Linked DNA regions of Sus scrofa: region 1 is linked to region 2. The links are chromatin contacts, called in public Hi-C maps. All regions are on one chromosome and are shown on one strand. The core of a region is the stretch at or near the end of the contact, and the rest is flanking DNA. Distances in the headings are between cores, read along the strand shown. Region 1 overlaps RAI1 (retinoic acid-induced protein 1). Region 2 holds the start of SREBF1 (sterol regulatory element binding transcription factor 1).

The links. A called contact is a pair of places that touch in the nucleus more often than the background predicts.
Region 1: a contact with region 2 is called in a Hi-C map of retroperitoneal adipose tissue, with 1.6 times the contacts expected there. The contact joins the enhancer-like site here to the promoter of SREBF1 in region 2. A contact is called at or near these places in 1 of 5 promoter capture datasets (liver), 3 of 47 Hi-C or Micro-C datasets (heart right ventricle, retroperitoneal adipose tissue and subcutaneous adipose tissue) and 2 of 2 datasets of contacts at active chromatin or transcription factors (alveolar macrophages and skeletal muscle).

The regions. Positions count from the first base shown.
Region 1 is chr12:60,838,204-60,840,903 of Sscrofa11.1, forward strand. The region is part of intron 1 of RAI1 (retinoic acid-induced protein 1); the gene reads right to left. Among named protein-coding and RNA genes, the nearest start is that of RAI1, 15 kb to the right of the region's middle. Within about 2 kb of position 1,333, at least 21 of the 83 cell types and tissues checked have an H3K27ac peak or open chromatin away from gene starts, as enhancers often do. A contact at or near this core is called in retroperitoneal adipose tissue, where this site is marked.
Region 2 is chr12:60,732,584-60,735,283 of Sscrofa11.1, forward strand. It overlaps SREBF1 (sterol regulatory element binding transcription factor 1), which reads left to right and starts at 1,384. Exons shown (of 19, transcript NM_214157.1): 1 at 1,384-1,484. The coding sequence starts at 1,394.

The DNA.
Region 1 (2,700 bases), core at 83-2,582, 110 kb after region 2:
GGGAGGAAGTGGAACAGAGAGGGCAGGTGCCTCTCCCCCGAAGCCACGGCTGGGGACACAGGCCTGGAGGCGGGTGTGACCCACGGGGTCCCCAGCGAGGGCGCCGGAACCCAGGTCGCCGCCTGCAGGTGGCTCATTTACTCAACAACAGCAGCAGCCAACGCGCGAGCAGCTAAAATTCTCCCGCTGAATCCCCCCAGCGCATCCAGGAGCCGGTGTCTCCTTACTATCGCTTTTATTTGGTTTGATTTGGCTTTTTTAATTTATCTACTTTTGTATTTTTAGGGCCGCACCCGCGCACGTGGAGGTTCCCAGGCTGGGGGCTGAACTGGCGCTGCAGCTGCAGGCCTGCACCTCGGCCACGCCGGATCCTTACCCCACTGAGCGAGGCCAGGGGTCAAACCCGCGTCCTCACGGGTCCCAGTCGTCACCTGTGAGCCTCGACGGGACGTCCGGGTCCTGGCCACTGTGACGCCCCTTCTGCAGAGAAGGAAACTGAGGCTTGGACGGGAGCGGGATTCGCCCGGCAGTCTGGCTCCGGGGCTGGGCTCGCAACCAGGAAGCCACACCACCAAGTGCGACACGGCCAGGAGGACACGCGGGGTGGGGGGGGTGCTGTGGCTACGAGGAGCTGTGCCATGCCACCCCCGCCGGCTGGTCGAGCTGTGGCCGGCGCCACCACCGTGGCCTTGAGGGAAGCAGACACAATAAGCCAGGTGAGCTGTGAACGAGAACTGGGGGTGGAATCTCACCTCCCCCGGGATCACTCCCCGGCAATTCGTTTGCCCCCCACCCCCAAACACGGGCGGGCTCTCAATACGATCCGTGGGTCAGACGTGGCAGGATCACAGCCAGTGTGGCCTGCGGTCTAAGGCGCAGCCCGGTGCCTGGCAATAAACAGGCGTCCGGGACTCTCGGGGGCAGGTGAACCAACGAAGAGATGCTCCCTCTGCTGCGGACACAGTGGGGCCTGAGAGCAGACAGACTAAGGCAGAAAGGCAGGTGGGGCCTGAGGCAGTGCAGAGCGAGGCTCCTGGCGTCCCCCGGGGCAGTGCCCCTGGCATTCCAAAGTCAAGGCTGTTGCCAACAGATGTCTCGAGGGCCCTGGCGGCAGGGGTGGGGGGGCAAAGAACTCGGGAAGAGGTGACACACACTGGCCTGCGTTCCATGCAGAGGTGACAGAGCTGGAAGGAAACGTCCCGTCCTGGGGAGCCCAGAGAAGGTGGGCGGTGGCCGGGGCCACAGAGCAAGGATCTGGCTCTCCTGACTCACTCATGTCCCAGCTGAGCCTGTCCGGCGCCCAGAGCAGCCGCCAGCCGAGGCCCAGGCCTCCCGCTCCGTCCAGGGGAGAAACCGCAAGCCTGCGCTCTGCTCTCTAAGCGCCTGACAGGCAGGCCTGCCCTTCGGGGATGCGTGTGAGGCCGGAAACTTATTTATTCCTGTCCTTCCCGGGCCCCAGCTCCCCAGGGCAGGGCTCAGGAATGCTCAGATCACGGCTGATTTCACTCCTGGCACAGGAGGCCACGAACACACCTATGGGCCCGAGGTATTACTGCTGCCAACAGCAACGCCAAAGGAAGCGGTGTGCCAGGGCGGCCCCGCGCCCCCAGCCCAGCAGGCTCAGGGGCCTGGATGGACCGGGCAGCAGGAGAGCGGCGCCCCCTGCCCAGCCTGACGCCACCCCCGCAGCCGCAAAGGTCTCTGTCCCTCGGGCCTGGGCAGCCACATTAGAACCGTAGTGACAGACACACGAGCTGCTGGGGGGCGGGGGGGGTGTTGAGGAAAACCCAACACCCCTGGGTGGTGTCTGGGCTGTGGGGGGGGGTGCTGCTTCTAGAGGAGGGACAGAGACGCCCCCAGAGCAGCCTCGACCCCTCATTCCTCACCATCTTGCTGCCACCTCTGGGCTGGATCAACATGCGTGACCCCTGCCTCCTCCGTGCCAGGGCCTCTGTGCAGGCGCACGGCTGGGCCCAGAGCCTGGCACAGAAGGGCAAGCTGAGGCCCAGGCAGGGGCTGCGGAGCGGAGGGCTGGGGCCCGGCTTGGTCGCCACAGGCTGTGTGCCCTGGGCCTCAGTTTCCCATCCGGGCATCACGGGCCGGGGCCACCTTGACCCGAGTTCCCTCCGGTCTGAGCCGCCGGGCAGGGAAGGTCAGGTCCCACCGGACGCAGTGGGGGGTTGTCAGCGGGCCTTCAGTCCCCGAAGGTTGTCAGCGGCCACGCAGGGTCACAGGACTCGGTGCCCAGGGCGAGGGGAGGGCAGATGCCAACAACTCAGCCAGCGGCCACCGCCTGGGCCACAGATGTGAAGCCCTGCAGCCACTCCCCGTGTGTGCAGAGACAAGCCTCCCACACAGGACTTACACACGAACCCGACACACTCAGGTCCCACCCACAAACACAGCCCCCACCGCGTCGGGGATCCCACCACCCACAAGCACGCAGGACATGCTCACAAAACCCACACCCTCCACCCTGTCTCCCAGCCGAGACACGTGCACACACGGGCGCCCACCCAGATACAGAGTCAGACACGTGCCTGGATGCAGTGACCACGGAAGAACCATCACCCTCCACGTACAGAAGCCCCCAAAGACAGACAAACCCACGCCGCGCACACACAGGCCTGGGAAAACACACAGACACACCCTCGTCTTGCCACCGGATTCAACTCCACACGGCGGGCGGTGCCCAGCCGG
Region 2 (2,700 bases), core at 134-2,633:
CAAAAAGGTGAAGTAAGTGGTTCCAGGTCACACAGCAAGCAGCTGAAAACCCGGACCGGCTGCCTGACTCTGAAGTAGGTGCTCTTTAGGCTTGACTCGCACGGGGAAAGATTTTCAGGAGAGTCACCAGATCCACAAGACTTCTGGGTGCTTGGCTCCTACTTGGGGTGGTGGGGCCAGGGGCGGCAGGATGCAGGGGGCCGAGAAGGGGGATCCCCCGTTCCCCAGCATTAATTCATCTGGAGTGCCATGCTGGGAGATCCTTGAGCAGGGCCACTGGGGGGACAGATGTGGTTTGGATATCCCGGCCCTGGCCACCCCGGTTCTGGGTAATTTTCCACAGCAGCTACTTCTGGGAGGGGCACAAAGAGCCCTGCGTGTCTAGGCTGAACCCCCGGGACTTGGACCTCCAAGGCCTCTCGTGGCCCGAGCACCCCGCCCCTCCAGTCCAAAGTGTTCCACTCCTTTTACCCCCTCGGAGGGTGTGCAGTCTGAGCGAAGCAGGACTCAGGATGGCTGCACTCCCCCGAGGCGGGGGTCGTCTCCGTGGCTGCCCTCTCGCACAGGCAGCCTTCCCACTTCCAGAACCTGAATGTTAGTTCTGGCTTACTCAGACCGCCTCCCCCGCCGCCCAGCTCCGCCCCCAACCCACAGGACCTCCCTCCCCAGCCGGGCTGCCTCCTCGGACCTGGCCCTCCACGTGTCATGACCTAGGGCAAGGTGGCCCGGGTCTAAAGCAGTCTGCCCCTTCCTCATCCCGACTGCTCCTGGGGACAGGTACCAAGATGGGGGTCAGATAGCCCCAGGCCCCAGCCCTGTTGCTGCCCTGAGTGGCTGTGACCTTGTGCAGGTGTCATCAAGGCGGTCACAGCTGAGGAAACCGAGGCACACAGTGCTGACGTAACGGGCCCCGAGGCCGCACAGCGGGTCTTAGAGCTTGAACTTGGGTGGTCTGTCTTCTAAAGAGCCAGACCACGGATGTGGGTTTTGTAGGGTCACCTCCCTCCCTCCCCAGGTCCGGAGATCTCTGGGAGGGACCCAGTCCTGCGGCTTCCACTCGGCCCCCTCGCTTGGTGCTGGAGAGGCCGGGGTCTGCCCCAGCCCCGCAGGAGTCGGCACCCCACTTGGATGGAGGGGCCGGCGCGGCGGGTGTGCGGGACAGACGCGGCCGGGATCTCGGCTTTCCCCAGGTGGGGCGGGCCCGTCCGCTGGGGGCGGAGCCTCCCCGCAAGTCCAGGCCCCGCCCCGCCCCGCCCGCAGAGCCGCCGCGGGGGAACCCAGTTTCCGAGGAACTTTTCTCGGGCGCCGGGCCCCACCGAGGCCAGGGCGTGACGCGAACGCGCAGAGCGGCTGCGGCGGTCCCGGCGGGCCGCCGGGAGGAGGCGACTGCGCCATGGACGAGCCGCCCTTCACAGAGGCAGCCTTGGAGCAGGCGCTGGCCGAGCCATGCGAGCTGGACGCGGCGCTGCTGACCGACATCGAAGGTGCGTCAGGGACCCACCGGGCTCCGCGCAAGTGCGGCGCGCAGGCTGCGTTCGCCTTTGTCTCTTGGGTGGCGGGGGATGCGGGCGCCGGGGGCGCGGGGTGCGGGCGCGGAGCGGGGGCCGGGGCGCTGACTCCTTGCGGGGCGCTCGGGGCGCTCCGCGTCCCTGGGCCGAGCGCCGCCGGCCTCGCTGTCCTGTCCGCGCGGACCCTCCCGCGCCCGCCCTGGAGTCTCGGGCCGCGCCGGGTCCTGGGAGGCCCGGCACCGGGCACGTGCGCCTCCGGCCGTCCCGGGCCGCGCCCCGCGACCTGTGAAGCCTCAGCCCAGAGGCGGCCTCGGCGGGAGCCTGGGATCCGGGCGTCGCCGAGGCCCCGCCCCCGCTCAGCCGTGACGTCAGCGGGAGGTTACTCTCGGTCATTCCCTCCGGCCCGAGAGTTCAGCTCGGCGCTGGAGCCCTCGCGCATGCGCGCAGGCGTCCTCCCGCCCTTGCCCGCCCGCGTCCGGTTCTCGCAGCCGGCGTGGGCACGCATTTATCGAGCCTCCGCTGAATATCAGGCCCCGTCCCAGGCACCAGGGGTTCACAGACAAACCTGGGCCCCCCTTTTCTTGGGAGCACAAAAATCCCCAGGGAAACCCATACGTGGATGTTTAGTTACACCTTGTGGTAGCTCAGGGGCTGGGCAGCAGCTTCGTGGGGATCGGTGGGGTGAGACCTGTGGGTCATCCCGGACCAGCCAGGAAGGATGTCGTCCGGCAAGCATGGCGAGGACTTAGAGATGCCCGGGAGGTGAGGCTAGGCAGGTTGGCCGAGGGAGGTCGGCCAAGGAGAGGAGGGGGCAGCTGCGCCGCTCACTTAGCTGTGGAAGCACCGCTCTGGTTGTTCTGCAGAGAAGGCGCAGCAGGGACAGTTGGGAGGCTGTTGCCTGGCTGTGCAGCACGCAGTCCCAGGCCCTAGCGAGTTGCCTCCATGGTTGCTGGGCAGTTTCGGCCACGCTGGCTTCCTTGCTGTCGGTTGATGAGAAAACAGGGCAAGAGCACAGGACTCAAACCTCCCACAACCTGGATGCACGTGTCCTTGGAGCCTGTGGCCCCCCCGGGTATCACATGCCTGCTTCTCTCCTTGGTCCCACCAAGCACGGGCCCGCCTGAGAAACCACAGCTCAAGCCTGCTTACAGCCCCGGGGGTTAGCAAAATGGACAGAGCTAAGCCCCCACTT